3 separate regions of the Sus scrofa genome follow, and all the other regions are linked to region 3. A link is a contact called in public Hi-C and promoter capture Hi-C data. All regions are on one chromosome and are shown on one strand. Each heading gives the region's core, a stretch centred on a gene start, on an enhancer-like site or on the middle of the called end of the contact. The rest is flanking DNA. Distances are from core to core; before and after follow the strand shown. Region 1 overlaps ARHGAP42 (rho GTPase-activating protein 42). Region 2 overlaps ARHGAP42 (rho GTPase-activating protein 42). Region 3 holds the start of ARHGAP42 (rho GTPase-activating protein 42).

Evidence for each region. Promoter capture Hi-C pulls out the DNA fragments that hold promoters and counts their contacts. Hi-C and Micro-C count contacts between places; a contact is called where the count stands out from the background.
Region 1: a promoter capture Hi-C map of liver shows a contact between it and region 3, with 7 times the contacts expected there. The contact joins the enhancer-like site here to the promoter of ARHGAP42 in region 3. A contact is called at or near these places in 2 of 5 promoter capture datasets (fetal liver and liver), 20 of 47 Hi-C or Micro-C datasets (adipocytes, alveolar macrophages, brain and 13 more) and 1 of 2 datasets of contacts at active chromatin or transcription factors (skeletal muscle).
Region 2: a Hi-C map of subcutaneous adipose tissue shows a contact between it and region 3, with 2.1 times the contacts expected there. The contact joins the enhancer-like site here to the promoter of ARHGAP42 in region 3. A contact is called at or near these places in 9 of 47 Hi-C or Micro-C datasets (adipocytes, embryonic fibroblasts, fibroblasts and 3 more).

Annotation. Positions count from the first base shown.
Region 1 is chr9:31,857,153-31,861,258 of Sscrofa11.1, forward strand. The region is part of intron 3 of ARHGAP42 (rho GTPase-activating protein 42); the gene reads left to right. Among named protein-coding and RNA genes, the nearest start is that of ARHGAP42, 140 kb to the left of the region's middle. Within about 2 kb of position 2,734, at least 9 of the 83 cell types and tissues checked have an H3K27ac peak or open chromatin away from gene starts, as enhancers often do. A contact at or near this core is called in liver, where this site is marked.
Region 2 is chr9:31,909,282-31,913,472 of Sscrofa11.1, forward strand. The region is part of intron 4 of ARHGAP42 (rho GTPase-activating protein 42); the gene reads left to right. Among named protein-coding and RNA genes, the nearest start is that of ARHGAP42, 190 kb to the left of the region's middle. Within about 2 kb of position 2,215, at least 16 of the 83 cell types and tissues checked have an H3K27ac peak or open chromatin away from gene starts, as enhancers often do. A contact at or near this core is called in retroperitoneal adipose tissue and subcutaneous adipose tissue, where this site is marked.
Region 3 is chr9:31,718,410-31,722,705 of Sscrofa11.1, forward strand. ARHGAP42 (rho GTPase-activating protein 42) reads left to right here and starts at 2,177. Exons shown (of 24, transcript XM_021062699.1): 1 at 2,177-3,094. The coding sequence starts at 2,941.

The DNA of each region.
Region 1 (4,106 bases), core at 1,484-3,983, 140 kb after region 3:
GTTGAAATAGATACCAACAAGGACCTACTGTATAGCACAGGTATTATATACTCAATATTTTGTAATAACCTATGAGGGAAAAGAATGTGAAAAAGTTACATGTTATTTATATATATAACTGAATCACTGTGCTGTATACCTGAAACTAACCCAACGCTATAAATCAATTGTACTTCAACAACCCCCCCCCCAAAAAAAAAACCCTAAAATCCCTTACACTTGGCATATTAGGGGAAGCTTACCGAGGAGGTAACACTTGGACTGAGGTTTGAAGGATACAGAAGAGACATTTAGATAATGAATGAAACAGGTGTACCAGGGAAGAATAACGTTGGAATAGGTCACAGTGTGATCTAGTGCTTGTAAATTGTCCTATATGGTGGAAGAGAAGACTTCCTATGGGACAGTGGCAGCAGAAAAAAGTTATTAGGAGCTAGGGAGGGGCTCCTTCATTAAGCATCCGGGGATAGGAGGCTAAAGCAAGGTCTTTTATATTGAAGGCTGTGGAGAGGTGATAAGAGCTGGAAATTAACATACTCCTTTTTTGTTTATAGGAACTATTCTGGCAGTTGTGTGGCAAATTAAATATGAGTGGATTTTAATACTGGGTGCGGAGAGATTTGTAAGGTAGATGTTGCTGTAACCCCAGGAAGGGGTGATGGGGTATATCCTGAGGCCGTGGGGAACCCATGATGAAGGCAGAGAGGCTTCAGGCCAGGATGATGGGCAGTTGGTGAATTGGGTACCATTCACTGAGAGGAGGCAGATGGAGTGATTAGAGAAGGCTGGGTCCTGTCTTGAGGGTGGGTTTTTTGAGGTGCCTGTGGGAATGGGGCAGACACTTGGTTTACAGATAGGGAGCTTAGCAGAAATATCTGGGCTGGAGAGAAGATTTATAAGCCATCACTTCACATGATATTTGAGGTATGAAAGCACACGAGGTCACCAATGGATGGGATGTCGAGTTTTATCTTAAAATGTAAGATAAAGGTAAGTTAGTTGAGTCTGTCTTTGCTCCTTTTACTCTGCAAAAGAATTCTTGAAAGCTGATGAGGTCAAAAGGCCACCTAAAGATACATACACCTAGATGCTTTCACGATGATATGCCTAGTGGGGATGGGGTGAAAGCTTTAGGGTACTGATTTCACTAGCTTTGTGTCTTTACGTTGGTATGCAAAACTATTTTTCTTTTGATAGTCATAACATACGTTCCAGCTTTATTATATTCTTGAATTATCTAAAAATATATTTTCTCATCCAACATTTACAGATGGTTTGGGATTGGCACATGCATGCTGGTGGCATATGGAATGATTGGCCAACAGGAGCCCGCTGTGTAGTACAGGAAACTCTATCCAGTATTCTGTGATAATCTATATGGGAGAAGAATCTGAAAAAGAATGGATGTCTGTATATTTATAACCGAATCATTTTGTTTTATAGCAGAAATTATCACAATCTTGTAAATCAACTGTACTCCAGTAAAACATTTAAAAAGATGAAGAAAATTTAGATTAATTAAAATATACCGTAACTCTGGTCATATATTAGAATATGTTAGAAATTAACTATAAGCGGAAAGTTACAAACAGGATATGATTGTCGGCCATCGGTGATGGGGATTGTCTTATTGTCAGGCTTCTGTATGGAGGGCTGGGTAATGCTGAGATAAGAAGTAGGGTCTTACCAGCAGCAATAGTCTTCTTGTTTATGTAAACTGAGCACCTGAGGTGCCAACTCTTTTTCTCCACTAAATACGGTATCTCTTAATTTTTTAAGAGGAAGCAGAAAAAGAGAGAAGCAAGAGATTTTCCCCCCATACCTTTTACTTTAATTTTTTAAATTGAAGTATAGTTGATTTACAGTGTTGTGTTAATTTCTGCTGAACAGTAAATTGGTTCAGTTATTTATATTTATATTTAATTTCTGCAGAGCAGTTTATTTCTGCTGAACAGCAAAGTGATTCAGTTAACTTAAAATTTTTAAAAAATATTTTTTTCCGTTATGGTTTATCGTAGGATGTTGGATGCAGTTCTCTGTGCTCTGCAGTAGGATCCTATTGATTATCCTCTTCAAGTATGTTAGCGTACCTTTGCTAACCCCACCCTCCTCTGACTTGGCAACCACAAATTTGTTCTGTGAATCTGTTTCTGTTCTGTAGAGAGGTTCTTCTGTGTCATTTTTTTAGATTCCACGTATAAGTGATATTGCATTCCCATACCTTTTCAGGGGCATGACTCAGGTGTCTTCGATCATAGCATTACTGCTTTGCACCGTATCAGGTTCTGTGCATCATTGTGAGTGCCCTAGAGTCTGAATGGCTGCTGCTGTCAGACAGGAAAGTAGTTTCCAAGCTTTATTTTCTGGAAAAGAATCTTAAATATCCTTTTACCCCATTCTGTGAACTGAGAGTAATTCAAACCATGGCCTGAGGGTAAGCCCCAAAGAGGTCAGATGTTAATGATTTATTAAATGATTGTGTTTTCTATCAGGATGTCCTCTTCACAGATAAGGAATAGTGTATTGTTTTCTGTGTTTGTCATGTGTTGTAAAGAGAATTTCTCTAGTATTGACATAACACTCATATTTCACATGATATAAGACCTCACAGAAAGGGCTGAATGAGGTTCTTTACTTCATTGGATAAGAAAAGTTTTTGACAGCTGTACAGTGTGGTTAACTAGCCCATAGTTTATGACCAGATCTGGCTTTGGAAAAGACCAGGAATGGGAGTTATAACATATGGAACTTATTTAGGAAGTAATTCTTAGCTATGACTAAGAGCCTGTGCTCAGATGCCTGGGAAGTTTAAAAGAAAATGTTTGCAAAATAAATCATATCTCTTGTTTGCTAAATTGTAGGACTTAGATAACTTTTGGGTACTTGCGGACTTCTGCGATTCTGCATTAAAGCTCTGAAGGTTTCTCTTAATCAATTTTTCCTGGTTTTATTTTTAACAACACTGTGATTCAATTCGTTGGTTTATTCGATTAAGGAATTATTTCTTTCAAAAGATTATTTTCTCTTTCCCCAGCCACTGGAGTTCCTTAAAATATTCACATTCAAGCAGTCACTACAAGGGTAGTTTATAGGAAAGATACTCTGTGTGTGTATATTAGCTTCTGGTGCTTTTTTTTCTTAACTGTAAAAGTCCCAATTACCATATTTCCTGTGTTTATTTATGTCAAGATAGCATGTGACATAAATGTCCCAAGTAAGTGTTGTACCAGGGAAAGTGAAGTAGGAAGAGCCAGTACTCTTATGGTTGTTTCTGAAAGAATACTCCATTTTTTCCTCACTTTCCAAACTTTAACTGGATAGAATTATATGGGGGAAATACTCCTATTTTAAGTTAATAATTGCAGTAATCTCTTCCTAATCTTCCCTATGTCTATGCTGAGTCTTACCTCACCATTACAGCATTACAACTTAGCATTTCGTCCGCCAAGAAAAGCATTATTATTCAACTTAGCTTGACTTTTTATCCCACACATAAATATGCCATCAGCACAATAGTGAAACTGTTTGCGGATGCAATAGAAAGTGTATATCATTTTCCAAAAAAATATTAGTAATAGAAAAAATAGTGTAACTACATTTCAGGGTTTAGAAATTAGAAAATAGGAAAATAATCATCTCATCACTCTAACGTTATAGCTCTTTTTTTTTTTTGGTTTTTCCTTTTTTAAATCATAGCCTTACTTATATTTCATATAACTTTATTTGGAGGCAAGACTAATTTTTGTTCCTGCAGTGTGTTCTTTCTCATCTGAGAATGTGTAATGTGGTATATAAAATACAGTGATTAGAAATACCAACTCTGGACTCAGACCTCTGGGTCCAGGATGTGGCTCTGCCACCTACCAGCTAAGTGTGACCGTGGGCCAATTACTTTGCCTCTTTGGGTCTCAGTTTCCTTAACTATAAAATGGGTAGTGTTGTATTTTTTTATGGAGCTGTTGTAAGGACTGAAGGTGAACTCCTTTGGCCCATAGTAGGTGTTCACAAACTACTGTTACATGGTTATTTGTTTTTTCATGGCTGAGATTTTTTTTCTAAAGATAATATTGATGAGCTTAGCTTAAAATTTCTATTATATACTTATA
Region 2 (4,191 bases), core at 965-3,464, 190 kb after region 3:
AGAGGTTCCTAGGCTAGGGGTCGAATTGGAGCTATACCAGTGGGCCCTACACCACAGCCACAGCAACACAGGATCTGAGCCACATCTGTGATCTATACCACAGCTCATGGCAACGCTGTATCCTTAACTCACTGAGCAAGGCCAAGGATCGAACCTGCATCCTCATGGATGCTAGTCAGATTGGTTAACTGCTGAGCCAAGACAGGAACTCCAAGTTGACAGTTTTCAATGCCAGCAATTTTTGGTGCTTTCTCTCCTTCCTTTGAGCTTTTCATTGTTCTTAGCAGTTGATGTGACATTTTGAAGATGGGATTTTTATCATTAGAGTCTAAAACCTCAAGCTGAATAAAGCAAAGGAGCAGCTGAGATAGTACTACATTACAATGCAAGTGTAGTGTAGGTATTTTTTTTTTTACTAATCCCTACCTCTTAACTGTGGGTATTCATCGTTTTATACTGTGATTGATGGGCCACACCAACAGCCATCCTCCATGGTGTTTCTTATAGTGGGTATACCTAAGAAAAGCTTATGTAAATGCTGCCGGAGAAGTAACCACTTAACCTAATCAGCTACTTCATTATACTCTATTTGCTTCCTGAATATTCAAGCTAAAGTTGTTGACTCCAGCTATTAGGGAACAGATAAGGTGACCAAGACGCCAGGGCGGTAAGTGTCCAGGGTAATACAGTTGGTAATAAAATCCAGAGGAGAGCTATGTGACAGTGTTTACAGAATTGGCTGATTGTAATTTATTCGTTCAGCAGTTAATCACAACCTTTTTAATGTAGAAAGTACTATGTTAGCCTATAGTCTAACCAAAATTTCCCAACCTCCACGCTATTAACAAGTTGGACAAAGTCAGTCAAAATTAATGTCTGTCTCTCTCTCTTTCTCTCTCTCCCTCCGTCCTTCCCTTCCTCCTTCTCTTTTTCCTTTCTGTGATCTTTATCCTAGGGAGCCTTTCAGTCTGGTTGTAGAAATTAGACCTTAGACAGAAATACCTGCAATAATAACTTTTTTCTTGGAACTAGTCTCGTAAAAATGCAAGTTTTTTTTTTTAGAGATTAAACTTGAGGTCAAAAGTCAAGAAAGGAAGGGAAGAGGAAGTGAGCAGTAAGGGCATTCTGCAGTGCAAGATCAAACCATGTTCTTGCCTTGTGGGAGAAAAGGCTGAAGGAGGAGCACCTGGCATTTGGAGAAGGCTTCTGGAAGCTGCTCCAATGATTCTGCTTATGTTCTTTGAACAGAACTCAGTCACGTGGACACATCTCCTTGCTCCGAGATTGGGAAATGTATTCTTTAATCTTGGCAGCTATGTGCCCTACTACAACTTAGGCATTCTATAACTGTGGGAAAAGGTTGGAGCTCTGCCAAATAGGACTTTTGATAAAAGCAGTAGAAATAAAGAATTCCATGAGAGCTGTTCCAAGCTTTGGCTCATGTGACTAATTCTTTGAGATTGACCAAGGCTCTTCAACCCTTTGGAAGATAGGGGTCATTTTCCTTTAAAATGTGAAAACTAAGCAGTTGTGCTGTTTATGCTGATGTTGGGAAAGAGCTTGTGTTTTTGTCCAGACTCCGCCCTTTCACTGGCTTAATGGCCTATGGTTAATTTCCATGAACCTCATTTTTCCACTGTATAACAGGGGAGTCATGATAACACATTATTTCTTTCCTATTTATAAACATGATCTTCTTGAAAGCCACATAATAGCTAAATACCAAAATTGGCTCAAGAGAACTAAGTTGTGAGTGAATCCACCGATCCCTTGAAAATGTTGTACTTTCATTATCAAAAATCATAAAGATAGCACACTGAATAAAGATAAAATCTTCTATCTGTATCTCGGGAATGTGTGTATTGGTCTCAGGCCCAATTTATGCCCTTCCCAGGCCCTTAGGGTTTACTCAGAAGATAACTCCGACCTAGGATTGTCACCTGTCTTTCCTCACACGTGGTTGGAGCCAGGTTCCCGCTAGGCCCCTGACACCCTCCTGCAGTGGGAGTTGTAGTGGCTGTGGTAACAGGCTCAGTTGGCTCTTACCATCACGTCTGGATTCTTTGATGGAGTACCAGGGTGCTCCCTGGGCTCTGGCCTCTCCCACAACTGCTGGAGGGGCCAGATCTCAGTCTGGAAGAACTGGAAGGTTCTTATCCCATGGGGCAAATGTTGACCAGCTATGGAAGAAACTGACAGACAAATCTTTGCTTCCTCTTTCCTTACCCAACTGACATGACCTGAGATGTGCTGGTTTTGTAAGAGCTGAATGGAAATGTGCCTTATTGCATGAGCAACTGCCTGCTTTTCCTCCTGCTTCTGTGGTTGGTTCAGTAATAAACATTTGTGTTTTCCTTCCTCCTTTCCTGTCTCTCTTTCTTTTATCTCTACTCTTTCTCCCCAAGGATTACATGCAAGCTCTATTAGACCAGCTTTGCCTCAGGTTCTGTTTTCTAAGGATTTTGGACGAAAGTATAATATTAACATAATAGGTAAAATGAATTTCCACTTGCTATGGCTTTCACCCTGGGGTGAAGGAAAAATACCTCTGTTTCAGTCACAGTACTTATCGTGAGCAGTCTGTGTCATGCTTCTTTAGTCTTTTGGCCCCATGTTTGTTCTCCTTCCATGTTATCAATGCTTTTTGAATTTTGCGACTGAGATTTTTCTTTCTTTTTCCAAGTCCTCTGTCATCTAAGAAGAAAATAAATTTGAATTCTGGCCCCGAAGAAAAGCTTTGGGTTACTTTTAATTAGGAAATCCTTAAATTCACTCAGAGTAATTTTCCACACTTCTTGCCTAGACTGTGCAGAGTCGTGTACTTCTGTTTTATCCATGATGTCTTGTCAGAGCCCATAAGATTATAGACACTCCAGACACCTCCCACTCTCCTGATCCCAATCTTCTGTGTCTTCACACAGTCCAAGAGAGGATGGAAGTTCCTGGTCTAGGGATTGAATCTGAGCTGGAGCTGTGACCTGCGCCACAGCTGAAGCAATGCTGCCAGATCCTTAACCCACTGCTCCAGGCCAGGGGTTGAACCAGTGCCTCCACAGAGACAAGCCAGATCATTAACCCTATGTGCCACAGCAGGAACTACAAGGACCTGTCCATTTGCCATAGATGAATGTTGACGGTCTCAACTATGATTGTGGATTTATCTGTTTCTCCTTGCAGTTCTGTCAGATTTTGCCTCACATATTTTGACGCTGTGTTGTTAGGTGTATACACGTTAGGAATTACAATTGACCTTTTTTATCATTATGTGAACCCCCCTCTTTATTCCTGATAATTTTCTTTGCTTCAAAGTCTGCTCTTTCGGGACATTAGTATAGCTACCCCTTCTCTACCTTATTTAGTGTTAGCGGGTATATGTCCTTCTCTGTCTCTTTACTTTAAATATATATGTCTTTATGTTTAAAGTTGGTTTTTTATAGTTGAAATCTTGCTTTTCAGTCCACCGTGACAGTCTCTGTGTGTTTTTTAGTGTGTTTTGACCATTCACACTCAAAGTGATTATTGATATAGTTGGATTAATATCTACCATATTTGCTATTGTTTTCTATTGTTGCCCTTGTTCTTTGTTTCTGTCTTTTTTCCTGTTTTTCTGCCTTTTGAGGTTTTGATTATTTTATGTGATTCCATTTTTCTCTCCTTTCTTGGCATATCTATTACACTTTTTTAAAAACTTTTTAAAATGATTGCCCTGGAGTTTGCAGTATACATTTATAACTAATCCAGATCTACTTTTAGGTAATGTTATACTGTAGTATATACTATACCAGGTAGCAGAAATGCTTAATAATAACAAAACACTCCAAATTCCTCCTGTCCCCTATACCATCGCTGTCACTCATTTCCCTTATTTGAAACTCAACCATTCATATACACATAAGAAGAGATTTTTTCCTAGACTTAATACTTGCCTTTTAAATTTTGCATAAAATTCTCTGTTCCCAAATGTACAAATGTAATTATGAAGCACATTTTGGTATATTTGTATACATCAGATATCGTATCCATTTTTTTGAAAGAAACATTCGTCCTGGAACTCTCGTCACAACTGGTTGCTTTAAAGTTCATAGGCTTATGAGTCCTTTTTTTTTTTAGTGGAAGTTCGTATTACCAATATCATGAGAATTTTCTTTGTTTCGTTAAACTGTTGTTTTCCTAGATCCCATGTCTTGCTCT
Region 3 (4,296 bases), core at 927-3,426:
AACAGACTTTTCTCTGTGCCAGTAACCATGCCAAAGAATATGTCCGCCAATAGCATTTGTGAAAATCAACATGCAACTGAGAGAGCCATGTATTGTGAAGTGGAGATTTTTGGAAGGCTATATTTCAATCCATTAAAATTTCCTATGAAAAAGAGCTTGCAGGTACGGACCCTCTTTATTTAGAAAGGCTATTATTTTAGAAAGATTCTGGTTCCATTATTATGGAAGGGAAGTAATACATGAAAACATCAGTTCAAAACTGACCGTAAATCCACCTTAAAGCAAAACCATTTCTGATGTCTCTCAAGTGGCTGGGTTAATGTGGCATAAGAGAAAGCCTGACTAGCAGGTATAATTAAAGTATGAATCACAGGAATAAGTCATGAGTAACTCTGACAGTACCTGCAGGTAAAAAGCCCATTATAACTCACTAAACTTTAGAGGATAAATGATGAAGGGAAGGAGGAAAAATCCTAATTCCATTCAATGAAATGCAAAGATGGGGCCTGAGTGGAAACACATTGATAATGGCCTCAGTGCATTATCGCTAAAATATCTGGGTGAGGCTCTGTAACATAGCAGTCTGCTTCATGTGATACAGGTATCTGTTCTCTGTTTTCTATTCTGAGAACTGCTTGAGGTCAGGTTTGATGCTTTGCTTTGCGTATCTTTCCCTATAAATTGCTTCTCTGCCCAGATCCTAATAATGTATACAGTAGGCACAAAACATGCAATTACATACATGAATGGGTAAATTAGAACATATATCTTAGAATCTAGAATAAATCTGTCCTGACATATAAGACTTTAAAGGAAGAATGAAAATTGACATCTACCTTATTAAATGCTACTTATCAAAGACTGTTGATGCATTCTTAAAGAATTAATCACAGGACTTTCATTTAATGAAAAACAGGAAGAGATTGTTATATTTTATCCTGTTTCATATCTCAGCAGTTGGCATTGGATTTAGTTATTTGGAACAGCAACATGGCAAAAGTTGAAAGGAAACTATTTGTTTGGCCTGCCTAATTTTTTTTTATTTTTTTTTTGTCTTTCAGCCTGTGTGATGAATAGGTGTAAAATCACCTCAGGTGAAAAACAGACCCACTACAGCTTCTGTTATTCCATTAACTGACAAATAGCATTATTGCCTTCCACCCCACTCCACCCCACCTTCCAAATGAGGAGTATTTAACTGACAGACACAAGTTAGACATTAAAAGTTAAAATGACTCTAATGGTAATTGGCCATTCTCCCAATATTTTGAGGCTAGGAACATAATTACAGATGGAAGGTTAAGTCCAACTTCCCGGCTCAGAAGAATTAAAACCAAAGCCATCAAATATATTGTTTACATCATCTTATCAGCCTTAGTTTAAGGTTTACATGCTGTTTTTAATGTTCATGTGTAAAAAAATGAAACTAAAAGTCTTGACAGATTCTGAAACAATTTTAATTGGGAAAAATGTAAAGCACTTTAATGGAATTTTTCCCATGATCTGTAGAAGGGTTTTTTAACAGATGGTTCAAATGGACAAAGCAATGAAAACATAGAAATTAAAAGCAGATCCTTTAGAAAAATAACTGCGCTCTCAGAAATCCTATAGATGATGGCGGGACTAGATGTAAAGCAGCAGTTTCTCTTGCTGTCAAGGTTTTGAGAGAACAGAAATTTATTAGGTGATCCCTCCCAGAGGAGGGGTATACCGCCTCTTGGTAAGAATTAACTATTCATTTGGAATTTCAGCCAACTTCAACAGTTTGAAAATCTCCACGCTTGCAGGGCAATTCCATCCAGGTGACCATAAAAGATACAGTTGTGATGCAAACAGGTATTTTTCTAGAAGAAGAACCCCTCAGTCCGAGGCGCTTATTTGGTGGAATAAAAACAATCTAAAATCTTCCCACCTTCTCAGCAACTTGGAAAAACAAAAAAACTGCCCTAGGTCTATGAAGTTCTGCGTTTTGAATAGAAAAACCCTGACTTTCTAGGATCAAAGCAGTGAATGGTGAGAAAAAAGGAAACTTTTCAACATGGAATTTTTCTGCATTCAGCGCAGGCTAGCGAAGTAAAAACTAACGCTCGAAAGTGGCATCTCCCAACCAGGCTTCAAACTTCAGGGAGAGATAACGTTGCTTTCTCTCCCAGACATTTCTAGGCAGTGGGTGATGAGAACCGGTAGGGAGGCATATTGGGAGCTGGAGATGTTTTAGTGGAGTGGAGGGCACCAAAGTGTCACCGCGGGCTAGTGGAAGCTGGGCGCCCAGGAGTTGCTGAGTTAACGCCCGCGCGCAGGCAGGAGCGCGATCCCGCCGCGGCAGTGCAGAGCCCAGGAGCAAAGTGCGGGCAGCTGGGCGCGGGCAGGAGGGTAAATGGGAGGAGGGGCGGGGCGGCGCGGGGTGGGAACACGGCGGCGGGAGGAGGGTCTCCAAGCCCGGCCCGATCAGCGAGCGCTCTGAGCCTGCGTCCACCGAGGGGGAGGGTTTCCCCGGCCCGGCCGGAGGGGCGGCTGGGCGCTTCTGGCTCCCAGCGCAAACGACTGTCAAGGGAGTAGGAGAGCAGAGCTGCCGGAAGTGCCTGCGAATCGAGAGAACTTTCCTGCTCCGGCCGCGGCCCGGAGCCTCCGCCGCCTCCGCGCTTGCGGCGACGATGCGTCCGAATGACAACGACCTGAGCGGACCCGCGCCTTGGCCCACCGCCCGCGTGGGCGCTCGCCTCGCCTCGGGGGAAGAAGCCTGAGCCCGGAGGCGTCCGCGCGCCGCCGAGTCCCGCGCAGGCGGCGCGGCGTGCGGGACCGTTTCCCTTGCACGTCCCCTCGCGTCCCGGCTGGTTCCCCAGGATCGCGCGTCCCAGGCGCCGGCTGCGGTCGCCAGCTGTCCCCGCCTCGACCGCCGGCCCGGACCTGCCCTGGGCGGCCGCTGGCAGTGCTGGTGCCATGGGGCTGCCGACTCTGGAGTTCAGTGACTCCTACTTGGACAGCCCGGATTTCAGGGAGCGCCTGCAGTGTCACGAGATTGAACTGGAGAGAACCAACAAGTTCATTAAAGAGCTCATTAAGGACGGCTCTCTGCTCATCGGGGCGCTGAGGAGTAAGTTGAGCTGGCGGGGGCGGGAGGAGAGGGCTCGGGGATTTGCGGAGTCCCTGGGAGGGTGCGGGTCTGAGGGGTGGGTTAGAGGAAGCGAAGCTTCTTTTGTTTGAATGGGTTTGGGGACAAAAGCTGAAGAGCTCCCCTGCCGGTGGCCAACAAAGTTTGTTCCTAGGTGTTCTCAATTTGCTTCCAAGTCTGTAGGGAAGGGAAAAATTCTCTACCGGATACTGGAATATATATCCTGAGGAATGTTGATCAAAGTCATCGTTTTGTATAACGCTCTTTGAAAAATGTTGGCGACTGTTGGTCTTTTTTTGCAACTTTATTGTGCCTAGTTTAAACTTTTTAAAAAAGTCCTTCAGGAGGGGTTAAAGAGTTTATCTGAAGGATAAATATAAAGCTAGATTATTTAGTGATATTCAAGGAAAATTATTAATTTCTTCTGTACATCAGTGGCTCTTCATTGGGTAGATCAGTCTTCAGGCCTTTTGAAAGATATGTAGCTTTGTAGTTTTGCGATTTAGTAAGATGAATGACGACAGCATGGCACCACTGGGTTTTTATCTCTTTACAAGACTTTTGTGCGTCTTAATTTCTGGCTTGCATTGTAACCCTGGTGTTGGTGGAGTCACTGGGGATGAGAGTTCAGTGGCTAAAGACCAATCAGAACTTCTTTTCTACAGCAAGTAAAGATTACTTTTAGGGGCTTCTCCCGCCTCCTTTTCTGCATACCTCCTGTTAGGATTTTCCTCACTCCTTTTTGCATCCTCTGGATCTTCACTTTCAATTACTAAGAGCTGAGAGAGTCTTAGTAAATGAAACTCAAGAGTTTCTCTTACAGAGAATTGACTGACTAAATAATAAGCTTAATTTGTTACCTTTCCCAGGACCTATTTGAACTTTAATAGAGGCTTCTGAAAACTTTAGCCACTGAAAATGAAACCCTAGACACTCTGGCCTCTGATAGGTGAGTGGGTGAGGTATTTTCCATAAAGTGGAGAGGCCTTTGGGTGATCTAGCAATCCCCAAGACATAGATTGGCGAAGCCTCATTGTATGTCAAGTATTAGGTCAATGACTACAAGAAAGAGATGCCCATGTGCTTGAACCTAAGACAACATTAGCGTCTTACCTGTATTTTGAAGCATGTATTAATAGGAAGAATGGAGCTTATAAAAATGTCTTGAAATTAATGTGCTCCTA